Regions from separate parts of the Mus musculus genome. Here region 1 is linked to region 2. The links are chromatin contacts, called in public HiChIP or PLAC-seq maps. All regions are on one chromosome and are shown on one strand. The core of a region is the stretch at or near the end of the contact, and the rest is flanking DNA. Distances in the headings are between cores, read along the strand shown. Region 1 overlaps Fan1 (FANCD2/FANCI-associated nuclease 1). Region 2 overlaps Trpm1 (transient receptor potential cation channel, subfamily M, member 1).

Region 1 (7,303 bases), core at 1,763-4,262, 170 kb after region 2:
ACAGCAAGTCCACAGCATGGAGAACGCTCTTTACTGTTCATCGCCTACAGTCGGCCTACATTGACAGAGCCTAGCTTGTCAGAGCTGTCGGTGCCCAGGTTCTGATCCTTACCACCCCCTCACAGAGACCATGGCCCGAGAGACGGCCAAGCCACAGGCTAGAGAGGACTTCCTGGAAGCCCTGGCTCCGAAGTTCTCAGGACACAGCTGGGAAGCTGGGAAAGCCACACACACCTGACCTCATTGACAGAGGCTGGGGGTCTTCAGAGCAAGTTACACGGTGATTCTAGATGCAGGCAGGGACAGAGTCAGCAGGATTCTTTACGCAGAGAGAGGAACCTAATGTCCTGTTTTCTAAGGTTCTTCCATGTTCAGCAAAATACAAAGGCTACAGCAGGACACCATTCCTTATCTTTCTCTACTCAGTTGAAGATGCTCAGAAAGTAAAAACTGTCTCGTGCTGGCCAGGATGTGGAAATCCAGAGCCCGAGTGGCTTACTGGCGGGAATATAAAAATGGAGGGAACACTGCAAACAACACTGGCAGCTTTCCTTTCTTTAAGATTTACTTATGTATATGAGTGCTGTCTGCGTGTATGTCCGTACATCAGAAGAGGGCATCAGATCCCATTACAGATGGTTGTGAGCCACCATGTGGTTGCTGGGAATTGAACTCAGGACCTCAGAAAGAACAAATGGTCAGTGCTCTTAACTGATGAGACAGCTCTATAGCCCTCAGTCTGGCAGCTTTTAAAGAGCCAAACATAAAGTTGCCACAGGAGGTACGTTCCTAGATCCATCCCTAAAGAATTGAAAATAGGCACTTGAGAATTACTCCATACCCACATCCACAGCAGCAATATTCCCAACAGCCAAAGGGCGGAGGGAGCCTGAGAATCCATTTACAGGTGACTGTACACGCCACACCACATCCATCATTCATCCATCATTCATCGCTGACAACAAATGAAGTCACAACATGCTGGAGTAACGATGGAACTCTGATGCAAACACCAAGGCAAATGAACCAGGAAACCGGGCCATGAGGGTGGCCAGCAGGATTGTTGGAAAAAGGTTAAAAAGAGCCAGACATTGTCAGCTTCCATGGGCAGGAGCCCAGGGAGACAGCTCTGTAGGTAAAGCACTTGGTGCCCAAGAGTGAGGAATCCTCGGAATGCATGAGAACCAGGGCACAGCAGCGACCATTCTTTTGTAGTCCTAGTATTCCTGCAGCAAGAGGAGGGGAAACAGGAGAAGGACCAGCTAGCCTGGGCCATGCTGCAGTGAACCAGACCTGCCTCCAACACGGTGAAAGCTGAGGCCCACCACCTGAGGTTGTCCTCCTGATCTCCACATGCACACTGTGGCACCTGCATAAGCACGGTCACGCGCAGAACACACACACACACACAGATACACATGCAGATATTCATGCACAGATACACACAGATACACAAATGCACAGAGAAATACACACAGATATTCATACACAGATATACACACACACACACAAATAAACACACAGATACCTACACACATAAAAACAGACATACAGATATGCCCATATACAGAAAAACACACAGATACACACACATAGATATACACACACACACACACAAACACACACAAATGTCCACACACAGATACAGATACACACAGATATTCACACAAATACACATACAGATACACACACAAATACAGAAACACACACAGAAATACACAAAGATACACACACACACACACAAATAAACACACAGATACCTACACACATAAAAACAGACATACAGATATGGCCATATACAGAAAAAAACACAGAGATACACACACACACACAGAGTTAAAGAGGCAGAAAGGCTAAGTTTAACTCTACTCCCAAAACAGCGAGGAAGCAGGAAGCCTATGGAACCCGAGGGGGAGGGTAGAAATGGGCAAAGACCTCAGTCTTTTCGTTTGCACTAATAACTAAACAGGTACAACAATGTAAGTATAACACACACCACAGAATCATATCTAAAGTGGCGTAAAGGGCAAACTTTGCACACATTTTATCCTAATAGAAAAATGAGAGACGGGCAGGATGGCGCAGTAGGTAAACCCACTGCAGCCAAGCCTGAAAACTCAAATTTAGTCCTGGGACCCATATGGTGGGAGGAGAGAAATGACTCCCCACAAGTTCACCTCTGACCTGCCCATGTGCACACGCACATGCATACACATTCTAAATATACTTTAAAACTTTAAAGAAAAACTTAAAAACAAAACGAAACCAAAGCCCGAGGAACAAACGGAAGCTCAAGCCTGGGGAACTAATGATGGGTGTAAAGGAACCGAGACGGGCGAGCAGGACCCTGCCGCGTATGCTGGTCCTGGAGAGGGGACCTGGCGTGGGGAGGGGTGTGTCCCTGCACGTGTGCCCTGCAGACAGACAGAAGACACAGAAGACAGAGGATGTGGGCACAGGGTAACAGGAGCTGTGTGGATGGTACTAATGCACTGGGAAAGGGTTAAAAGGAACTAGAACTTTCTTAGCATCCATGAACAATGAGCTCAGCGGCCTGTCTGGCCCTATGACTGCGGCAAAGGTCTGCAGAACTGTGAACAAGGAGGGATGAGTAACATCCTCGGCCATGAGTACAGTGAGAGCCGAGAGGTAGCACAACAGACACACGTGCTCGCCTTCCCAGGCTGGGTGCTGGTCAGCCCCGCCCTGCTATGCAAGCCTTAGCGTGCAGCAGGAGGAAGAGGCCCCATTCCCACCTCCAGGACAGAGATCAGTTTCCGTTGGCTTTTCATGGGCACCAGAGGCAACAAGGTGCTGGTTTAGTAGAAAGCTGTGAAAAAAATCCTACGGCATACCTCCACATTCCATGGGCAATTTTTTCCAGCCCTCTTTCCCCCAGATTCACTAAATGTACCACTGGAAAAACAAATCCTCCCTGAGACACAGTCCCTTCCATTCAGTTCAAACACGGGGCTGGAATGGAGACAGTCGGGGAGGGAACCCACAGGCCGCCACACAAAGAGTCACTGTTACCAGCCTGGCTCAGAGGCAGTGGCCTCAAAGGCCCCACCCTGCCCAGCCACAGGAGTGACAGGATCTGTCTATTTCAAGTCCCCAAGTTCCCTGGGGCCTGCCAGAGAAGGTGGCCTGTTCAGAGATGGGGCAAAATGCCCTGCAGAAGCACAGAGGATACTCTTCAAGCACCTGCAGTGAGAAAAGGGAGAGACTGACTCCCATCAGCCTTTGTAACAAGAAGCACTGAGCAACAAGTCTATTAAGCCACCATCTCCAGCCCAGACTGTGGCTGAGACACAGAGACAGACAGAGACACAGAGAGAGAGAGAGGACAGAGACAGAAGAGAACCACTATGAACCTGCAGACAGCTGAGACACACCGGTCCTCTCTCTCCTTGATTGCATTTCCTGGAGCCCACTATCAACCCCTTTCCTCTTCCACTCAGAGCAGACAGACATCTCCTGCCTTCATTTAATGCTAGTGTTAGAATTACCCCTGCTTTCCTGGGGTAGGGGATGAGGTTGGAAGAAATCAAAGAATGTTAGCCAAAGGAAAAATATCTTCTAATTATATTTGGAAATTTCATTTATTAAGTTTTGATTTGACTATCACATTTGTTATATTAGTGGTTTCTAAAGTTTTTTATAAAAACTAAATATTTAAAGGCTTTTGTTTTTATCTGGAGTAATTTTTCCATGTGTTATAGAGAAATACATCACTATTAATAAAAACCATACATTTTACTATTTTTTCTCAGGACCATAAATTACTTTTTTGGTGATAGCACTAACACAGAAATTAATGGGAAAGGAGAAGGAAAGGGGGAAGTGGTGCAATTACATTTTAATTAAAGTAAAATAAATGGCCAGTACGGTGCACGCCTTTTACATCAGCAACGGAGAAGCAGAAGCAGGTGGATCTCTGGGTACTTGAAGCCAGCCTGCTATACATGGTGAGTTCTAGGACAGCCAGAGCTACACAGTGAAACTCTGTTCTGACAGACAGACAGACAGAGTTACACAGTGAAACTGTACCCCTCCAACAAACAAATAAGCTAATTAAAGGAAGGTGCTTTCGTAGGCTTTGGTAGCTCAGTGGCCAAGTGTTTGTTTAACTATGCCTTGAGTTCCATCCCCGGTGCTGAAGCACTTAGAGTTTGCCATTAAGAACCAAATAAGCAGCGGGGTATGCTGCCAGTACCTCTTCCAGACGCTTCAGGTGCTGGTGCAGGTTAAGAGCCAGGCGATCCCACCAGCGGCCTCTGCTGTCAGGACAATAGATTTTCTGAGACAAGAGGTTTTCAAGTTCCTTGACAGCTTCCTATGGCAACAATGAAAAGAAAGGTGGTTAGATGCTGGGAACATGGGTTCTAATCACAGTCAGACGCCAACAGGGTTGCTGAGGTCCATCTGCAGTGAAGGCCAAGGACCAGCCCTGACAGGCAGCAGTTTGAGATGTTCTCCTGTATGACCATAGCTGCCTGAGCACCTGTACTTGACCCCAGGTCTCTGCCTAGTGATGCTGAGCCCTCAGAGTCTGTGGGCAGGTGCTGGTCTTCTCCACGTCACCTCTGGCAGCCCAGCCACCCAGGGTCCTGGCTATGTACAGGGAGCTAAGCACTGGCTGGTGCTGCCATACCCTGACACTCTGGGAAGCCAGCAGGCTCTAGACCCTCTGAGATTTGAGGCACGCTGTCTGTCAGGAAGGACAGATGGAAAGGGACAGAGGAAGGGAGAGGAGTCCTTCAGTCTGGGATCTGGCTGTGAGTCAGAAACTTCAACACAACTGATGAAGCATAACTTGCCAGGAGAATGCTCCTGTCTTCCCAGAGTAAAAACAGCAAACCAGGTGCCCCTGACCTTCACCCTGCCCCAGCTGTGTACCCAACAAAGCCACCTAACAATGTCAAAGGGAATCTTTCTTAAGATAAGGGAAACACCTTGAATTAATTTAATTTCCAACTTTGCTTTACCTTTAAATCTTGTCAACTCTAATACGTTCCTTGTGAAATGGGGGAGCTTTAAGAGCTTCCGAATGACAGATGCGGCATCTTGTCCATGGATCGTCCTGGGATTCAGGGGAGCTAAGTCAAAGACCCAGCTTGCCATTTTCCCGTTGTAAAAAGCATATACTAATACAGAAATACCAGACACAGTAAAAGGGAACTCTGGGATGTCTTAAGCTAAGGATGTCACCAAATTATTATTTGCAGCTACATCTCTAGACAATACCCCACAGATGACAAGGGGGTACGAGCTTTTTACCCACAAGATCTAGGGTAACTGAGTCTCCCACCAAGCTCCGAGACCCAGGTAAGCTGAATGGGCTCCTCCCAGGCTCTGTGCATGGCCAGCGAGCCTTCCCAGTGAAGGGTGGAGGAGGGTGCTCTAACCTCGTACATGTGAAGCCTCTCTAGGACTTCAACAGCCCGAGAGGAAATCCTTGTGTAGATCCACCCGACGGTAAAGCAGCGCAGGAAGGGCGGCAAGGCCTCGTGGTACCTGAAAGGACAAGGCATGCCAGGGGTTAGTAACTGGGCTCATACAAACTGTAAAAAGTGACAAAATGTGGGATTTCTATCTTTGAGATGATATATTTCAATACTTTGAGTTGTGTGTTCCATTTTCTGGACTATAAAATTAGATCATCACAGCCAAGCCCCTGTCTCAGGATGCTAGGAGAGGTGAGAAGAGAAGACATAACAAGATTTAAAATGGAGGTCAGCATTTAAACCTCATCCACAAACCTGGACAAGTCTTCACATTTCCTAAAGCCTGCAGCAAACGGTGACTTTACCTTCTTCAAACATCATTTAAAAATACACTCTACTATTGACCCTTCTGTATATGTTGCCACGACTACTTGAAACTAAGTTCATTTTGTAACTGACATATAAACACACAGAAACTGCATGAGGCTCTAATACATGCCAACTCTGTATCCAAGGTGAACGTTAGACATTTTTCACTTCTGTTTTGGGGCAGTGTCTCAGTTGGGGTTATTGTTGCTGTGATGAAAAGCAATTTAGGGAGGAAAGCTTTTGTTTGGTTTACACTTCCACATCATTGTTCATCACTGAAGGAAGTCAGGACAGGAACTCAAGCAGGGCAGGCACCTGGAGGCAGGAGCTGATGCAGGGACCAGGGAGGGGTGCTACTTACTGGCTTGCTCAGCCTGCTTTCTTAAAGTTCCCAGAACTACCAGTCCAGGAATGGCCCCACCCACAATGGGCTGGGCCCTCACCCATCATCACTAATTAAGAAAATGTCCTACAAGCTTGCCAAGAGCCTGATCTCATGAAGGCATTTTCTCAATTGAGATTCCCTCTTCTCAGATGACCACAGCTTGTGTTAAGCTGACATACAACTAGCCAGTGGAGGGAGGCTGTGTACGTTTGTGTTCAGGTGTGTGCAGACACACGTGTACAAGGATGGCCAGAAGCTGACACTGTTCAGGTGTGTGCAGACACACGTGTGCAAGGATGGCCAGAAGCTGGCACTGTTCAGGTGTGTGCAGACACACGTGTACAAGGATGGCCAGAAGCTGGCACTGTGCCTTCCTCAACCCTTCCCCTTGGTCTCTGGGTTTGCCTTTAATGTTGTTAAGTTATTGACTATTTCATATATGTTATACAATGTATCTTCCTTTCTCATAGCCTCCCTCCACCCCCATTACCTTCTTCTACCCCTCCAACTTTCTCTGAGCTCTGAGCTCAAGCTATGGGTCCCACCATCATCACAGGAAAGCAAACAAACAACAAACAACAACAAAAACCCACCCAAACACTCACCTCAGGGAAGGGTGGCTTTTCAGTTGTTCCCAGTCCCTTTTTGCACTCCGAGCAAGCTCCTTAGCGTCCTCCCAGTTCCCACTGGCCATGGCAGCTGAGATGTCACTCAGCATGTGTGCGGCTGCTGCGTATCTAAGGAGAATGCCATGCAGGTCTTAAGTGGAGGAACACTTACAGGACAACTGCAACCTCCTGGCCACTGGGCTTACCCAAGAGGAGAAAAGCATGTTTGTGAAAACTCAGGGGACATGGGGGGCACGGCGGTGCTCGCCTCCAATCCCCGCACTGGGAAGCAGAAGCAGAAAGAAGCAGGTGGATCCCTGGGTTCTAGTCCTACAACGTGATTTCCAGGCCAGCTAAAGCTACCCAATAAGATCCTGCCTCAAAAATTAAACAAAACAAAACGAAATGCACTAAGTGAGTATATGTAAGCTGCATCCTAGCAATAACATAATATAGGTCTCCCCTCTGCTCTACAAGAAAGGCAGAAGCATCTA
Region 2 (6,332 bases), core at 2,965-5,464:
TTCTAACTTAATGAAATCGTTTGTCTACTTTCTGTTGTTGTTCATGCTTTGGTACCATTTAGACGTGCACTGCCAAGTCAAGATTTAGTCCCACGTTCCTCTTCCTTCTAAAAGATTTATGGTTCTAGCTCTTACTTCTAGGTCTGATCCCATTTGAGTTGGTTTTTGTGAGGGGCATGAGGTAAGGGTCTAAATTTATTCTCTGGTGTGTGAAAATACAACATTTTCAGCACTATCAGCACTGAGAGAGCTTGACACCCTCATTACACATCAGTTTCCCATAGATACATAGGGTTGTTTCTGAACACATTTATCATTGCAATTTTAAAAATCCTGTCTTGAGCATCAGCCAAGGGAACATTATGATGGAGTAATTAATAACCAAAACATCGTTTTGGTTATTTGTATTGTTTATGGTTTTGTGATGGATTCTAGGCATCTGGAATTAGACTATTGGTGGTGTTTCTTGGGGTGGATATTTGGTCTTGCTTTGTTGAGTAGAGGCTTGGAACTTTGCTGTTACCCAAGCTTGTCAGATGGTGGGCCAGATAAATGGCACTTGAGGTTCAGTCTTCGAGCCAATCTGTATTGATGTGAAAAAGGTGTCAAAAGTGGTCTTAACTCAGTATAGGCACATCTTCTGAACCCAGGAGCAACCCTCAGTAGGCTTAGAAGGTTTGTGTGTGTGTGTGTGTGTGTGTGTGTGTGTGTGTGTGTGCGCGCGCGCGTGCGTGTGTGTATGTTTTGAGACAGAGTTTCTCTCTGTAGCCCTAGCTGTCCTAGAACTTGCTCTGTAGACCAGGCTGACCCCTAACTCACAGAGAGTCACCTGCCTCTGCCTCCTAATGCCAGGAGTGCATCACTACCCAGCATGCTTAGAAGGCTCTTGCTGTCAATCTTCAGGAATGTGTGGAAGGCTCATTAGTGGTCTTTAGGTGGCAGAGGCTGGAGTCACAGTGAATGGTGCTTTGTGGAAGTGTGGATCAGGATGCTGTACCATCTTCTGGTGGAGATAGGTAGGGTAGAGGCCAAGCTGGTGGTTCTTATCTGGATTCAGGGACACAGGACACCACGAGGCACCAGGCATCTTGATATGTGGCATGACTGGGTCTGAAGATCTCTAACTAAGGATATAGTTGTCAGGAATTCACATGGTTCTGAGGTGGCACCATGGGTGGGTGGGGTGACTGGAAGGCAAGCAAGGGGGAGTGAGTCCAGGGGTCCCTGCTTCTCTTTCTGAATTTGAAATCCTCTTTTCTTGGTCTATGCCAGGTGTGAATTTTGGCTGAAACTGTGAAACATGAGTTCTCCAATCTTGTTCTTTTTGCTTTCCAAAGATTCACAGTCTATTTATCCATTGAAACCTCCTTTGAACTTGGGCATCAGCCCTGATTTTGTTTCTACAAAATAGGTCCATAGAATCTCCACAGGGTTGCCTCGAATCTGAGCATTGCCTTGGGTTGTTTTGCTATCTAAGTTTCCATGTTGGCCAAATAGAATGATACAGGTCTGCCATTGCAGTTCCCAGAAGCGAAAGCAGATAAATCACAAGTTCAAAACCATCAAGGCTATGTAGCAGGTATGGGACCAGTCTGGCAGCCATGAATCCTTGTCTCAAAACAAACACTAAAAAGGTGCCTCATTCGATCTCCCAGTGAGCAAAGAAAGATTTCTTCCCTTGCCTTTATCATTTTAGCTTGCTTTCTATTGCTGTAGTAAACGCCAATTACCAAAAGCCATTTGGGGAGGAAAGGGTTTATTTGGCCTACACATTGCTGATGGAAGAAGCCAAGGCAGGGGCTCTAGTAGAGCAGGAACCTGGAGGCAGAAATTGAAGCAGAAGCCATGAAGGAATGATGCTTACTGGCTTGCTCCCCATGGCTGTCTCAGCTTGCTTTGTTATAGAACTTAGGACCACCTGCCCAGGGGTGGGGCTACTCACACTAAGCAGAGCTCTCCCATATTAATCATCAATAAGGACATGATCTACGGGCCAACTTTATGGAGGTGTTTCCTCAACTGAGATTTTCTTTTCCCAGATATATCTAGTGTGTGTCAAGTTGACAAAAGCTAGCCAGCATAATATACTCCTTGTCAAGTTGACATACAACGTTTCACTGTTACTATAAGCCTTCCTTTCTTGTTCATCCCTAAGATCTCATATTAATAATGTTATAATATAAAACATTCCAACTTTTAAAAGTCCCACACTCTATAGAAATTCAAACACTTTAAACGTTCAGTTTCTACCCTGTACCCCCAAAACCCAATACAAACAAAAGTTCAGTCTCTTTAAAACATCCAATGTCTCTTTCAAAGTTCAAAGCCTCTCTAAAACTACAGTCTCTCTAGAAGTCCAAAGTCTCTTAACTGTGGGATCCCATAAAATAAAATAAAAAGTTACATAATTTTATACTCCAAGAGGGAAGAGTCAGGGCATGGTCATAATAAAACCAAAACCAACGTCCAATAGTGTAAAACGTTCAGCACCTGGCATCTGGAATGTACTCATGTTCCTGTGGGCTCCAAAGACCTCAACAGTGGCACTTCTCCAGCTCTGCCCTCTGCCACACACACAGCTTGTCTTGTGGACTCAGGCGGGCATCCCTCCATGGCTGCTGCTGTCCTTGGTGGTCATCTATGGTATCGGAGTCTTCAAAATGTTGGGCTCTGTACTGTAATTGGACGGTACCTTTCCCAATAGCCTCTCCTGGCCTCTCCTCAGAGACTCTAACCTTGTTACATGGGGCCAGGCCTCAGTCTCTTCCCATGACCCCTTCGGTATTGAAGCTTCAACTGCAACTGAGTCTGCACCTTCTCCAATGGTTCCTTATGGCCTGTGTGTGTGAATGTATATGTGTGTATGTGTATGTGTGTGTGTGCCTCTGTATATGTGTACATGTGTGTGCATATGAGTGTGTGTGCCTGTGTGTGTGTGTGTGTACACCACAGTGCAGATGTGGAGGCAGAGGACAGTCTGTAAAACACAGTTCTCTCTTTCTCCAGTGTGGATTCTGGGAACAGATTCCCAGGCTTGGTGGCAAGCACCTTACCTGCTGACTTACCTTACCGCATGACTCTTTTATAGGAGCCGTGAAGACGTTCTGGATGTAGACAGTGCCAATGGTCATATAGTCCCTGAAGTGGACCAAAAGCAATGAACTACAAGCTTTAAGGCAAATTTTAGGGCTTGTGGCTTATATCTCAATATATTCACATTTTGACAATTTCACATATACATACAATGTGTTTCGATCATATTCTCTTATTACTTTCTTTTATTCCCTCCTTCTCTTACTAACTCCCCTCTTTCCCCCAGCTAGTCCCCCTTCCAGTCTCTCTGTGTGTAGCACACTGAGTTCAATTGGGATCGATTGTCTAGGTGTGGGTGGGAGGAGAGTCACCATAGACCGACAACGTATCAGTCCACACTACTGAGGAAGACAGCTAACTTAAAGATCACTCTTTTCTCGGGGACTCCCAATTGGAGAATGGTTTCTTAATGTGTCCGGGCAATGTCCCCTGGCGCAGACAGCGTGAGTCCTGTCACTGGCTGGATGAGCTGGGACAACTTTTGACATTTCACATAGGCTAGCCCTGTGCTTTTGAGGGATACTGAGGGCCAAGCACCAGAAATAAAGTCTTCATGTGAGAGTCTAGGTAAACCCCCGAGGCACCATGACTCTCTGAGTCTGACACCAGCCTCAAGCCCACAGACAAGGGGCAGCTTCTCCTTCATTTTCTGGGGGCAGTTTGGAAGTGTTCAGAGCTGCTTCACCACAGAGACAGAGAAGCTGTGCCTAAACTTGAGACACAAGAGCCAGAAAGGCCGGTTGGCTCTAGGCCAGGGCCTCCCCTGAAGCAGAGGGTGGAGCAGGAAGGAATGACTGTGGGTTTTAATCCCCTGTGCACAGAAAGCTCTCTGGCTGGGGAGCCTGTCTGACTTTCTGCAGTGGACAGTTTCCCTGGCCAGTTGGTGCTGCCCCAGGTGCTCCCCTTGCGGCCGGGGGTGGGGTGTTCCACAGTGGAATCCCACAGTCACGTGCAGTGTGCAGGGCCATCAGTCAGTCACTTCACTTCCTGTAGGCTATAAGGAGAAACCAGAGTCTAGACCTCTTAAGTGCGACTGGCAGCTAGTTGTACTTTGTATGCCTGAGTCCAGCTAAGCCCCTGTGAGGGATGAGCAGCCGTGGGTGAGAGTCAGAGTCGTCTGCTCTAAATATACACACGAAACGAGTAGTTTGTCCTGGCTAAACTGGTCCAGTCATTTCACTGTGGACTTTGCTGTTAATTTTGGCCCAAGAAATGGCCATTGCGTAAACAGTCTCACGTAGCAGAAAGCCAATGTTTATGCCTGGAAGCCACTTTTCCCATTTCTGCCAGAGTAGAGTCACACCCTGCCTTTACAGCCCACCCAACTCACCCTCGTCCCTGCCCTAGCCGTCTCGAGAGTGTGCCTGCTCTCTCCCACCCTCCCTGTTGGGCCCTGTCCTTCATGTAGAGACGTGAAGGTCAAGTTGTTAATGTGCCTTGTAGCCTCTCATCCCCTAGGACCCCGACTTCTCTCAGCTCTTGTCATGGGCAAACTTCTCCAGCCTCTGACACTGTCTCAACCTCCTCACTCCGCCCTTTTACTGTAAAGCTCCGTTAAAAGCCTAGAGAATGCACTTTTATCTTACACAGGACACCTCGGCCACACTCACAGGTCATTCTACCAGAAAATAAACACCAGGCCCCATTGCTCATCAGGCTGCTCTCCCTTACACCCTTCCCACTGCTTGTCCAGGACCCACATGCTGGTACTCTCGAGGGGAGAAGCCAGTATTCTGAGGGAAGTAAGGGTAAGAAAAAAAGACTGTACTTGACCAGGACCACAAACAATGGCAGCCACTCAGAAAACCCCACCTTCTCAGAGACTGAAGGACAAAAGTCAAGCTGACACCCCATGGGGGTCACAGATGCCCTGCATGGGCTGAGAAGGAAAGAGAATCACACTTGAGATGGCTCCATCTCAGTGCTGCCTGGGTGGACCGAACAGGACCTAACTGCCAGAGGCACATTTCTCCTGGCCAACCTCCTCCAACTCCTGCCTTCTCATTATAATTATTTATTTATGCTCCTTCCGGTGCTCCCTTCTAGTCCCCTCCTCCGCAAGGCCCTCCTCACCCCCTTCTCCTCTGAGAGAGTTCCCCCTCTGTATCCCCACCCCCAACCCCCACCTGCAAATCAAGTCTTTACCAGATTAGGTCCCTCCTCTCCCACTGAGGCTACACAAGGCAGCCCTGCTGGGGAGCGGATACCACAGTCAGGCTACAGCTTTAGGGACAGGCCTCCACTCCAGTTGCTGGGGGCCCCACATGGAGACTGAGCTGCACATCTGCTACATATGTGCCGAGGGCCTCATTCCAGCCCATGTGTGTGTGTGTCTGTGTGTGTGTGTGTGTGTGTGTGTGTGTGTGTGTGTGTGTTCGTTCTGTGGTTGATGGTTCATTCTCTGAGAGCTCCCAGAAATCCCGGTTAGTTGACTCTGTTGGTCCTCTTGTGGGGTTCCCATACCCTTCCACTGGCTTCTTTATCCACCATATGGGACTATAGAGGACGGCCAGTGTGAGCAGGTCAGAGCCGGGCATCTGCCGTCTTTCCCATGCTCCCCACGAAGTGCCTTGAGAAGGCTCTCTCACCGAGCTGGAAGCTCACAGTTTCAGTCAGGCTGGCCAGCCAGGGAATGCTCGGGAGTTACCTGTCTTCACACACCTCCCTGCACTACTGGACTTACAAACCTATCTCTTTACACGTGTGCTAGACTCGAACTCAGGTTACCCAGAGAGCCATCTCCCCAACACGCCCTGCTCCTTGTCTTTCTTACTGTGACATGTCTGAAAGCGACAGAAAGGGTAGAGTCTAGGCACCATGTTGATTTTGTTGTTATAGTTGTTTATTTTTATTATTTTATACATATGGGTGTTTTGCCTGGGATCTGTGCATCCAGAAGAGAGTGAAGGGTCTCCTGGAATTAGAGCTACAGATGACTGTGAGCTACCTTGTGGGTGCCGGGAATTAAATCCCACGGCCCTCCAGAATAAAAGCTGGCACTCTTAACCACAGAGCCACCTCTCCAGCCCTTTGCTTTGTTTTGTCAGAGAGTGTCTTGCTACATAGTTCAATCTCTCAGCAATTCTCCTGCATCAGCCTCCCGAGTATTGTGTGTCTTAAACTGTGAACGGTGACCCAAGTAGAGAAGGGTGTCGATTTGGAGACCCAGAAACACGGCTGCAACAAAGGCTTCTGAGTTGGGGTGACCAGAAATCAACTCAAAGTCAAACACAGGATTC

The links. HiChIP or PLAC-seq counts read pairs in DNA pulled down with a chosen protein or histone mark.
Region 1: a contact with region 2 is called in an HNF4G HiChIP or PLAC-seq map of pancreatic cancer cells. The contact joins two enhancer-like sites. A contact is called at or near these places in 1 of 39 promoter capture datasets (trophoblast stem cells), 1 of 484 Hi-C or Micro-C datasets (3T3-L1-derived adipocytes), 5 of 115 datasets of contacts at active chromatin or transcription factors (T-cell acute lymphoblastic leukemia, astrocytes, epiblast stem cells and 2 more) and 5 of 9 other capture datasets (adipose tissue, embryonic stem cells, liver and 2 more).

The regions. Positions count from the first base shown.
Region 1 is chr7:64,357,724-64,365,026 of GRCm38.p6, forward strand. It overlaps Fan1 (FANCD2/FANCI-associated nuclease 1), which reads right to left. Exons shown (of 14, transcript NM_177893.4): 6 at 6,807-6,938; 7 at 5,409-5,517; 8 at 4,217-4,336. Among named protein-coding and RNA genes, the nearest start is that of Fan1, 13 kb to the right of the region's middle. Within about 2 kb of position 3,013, at least 81 of the 459 cell types and tissues checked have an H3K27ac peak or open chromatin away from gene starts, as enhancers often do. A contact at or near this core is called in pancreatic cancer cells, where this site is marked.
Region 2 is chr7:64,188,472-64,194,803 of GRCm38.p6, forward strand. The region is part of intron 1 of Trpm1 (transient receptor potential cation channel, subfamily M, member 1); the gene reads left to right. Among named protein-coding and RNA genes, the nearest start is that of Mir211, 14 kb to the right of the region's middle. Within about 2 kb of position 4,215, at least 88 of the 459 cell types and tissues checked have an H3K27ac peak or open chromatin away from gene starts, as enhancers often do. A contact at or near this core is called in pancreatic cancer cells, where this site is marked.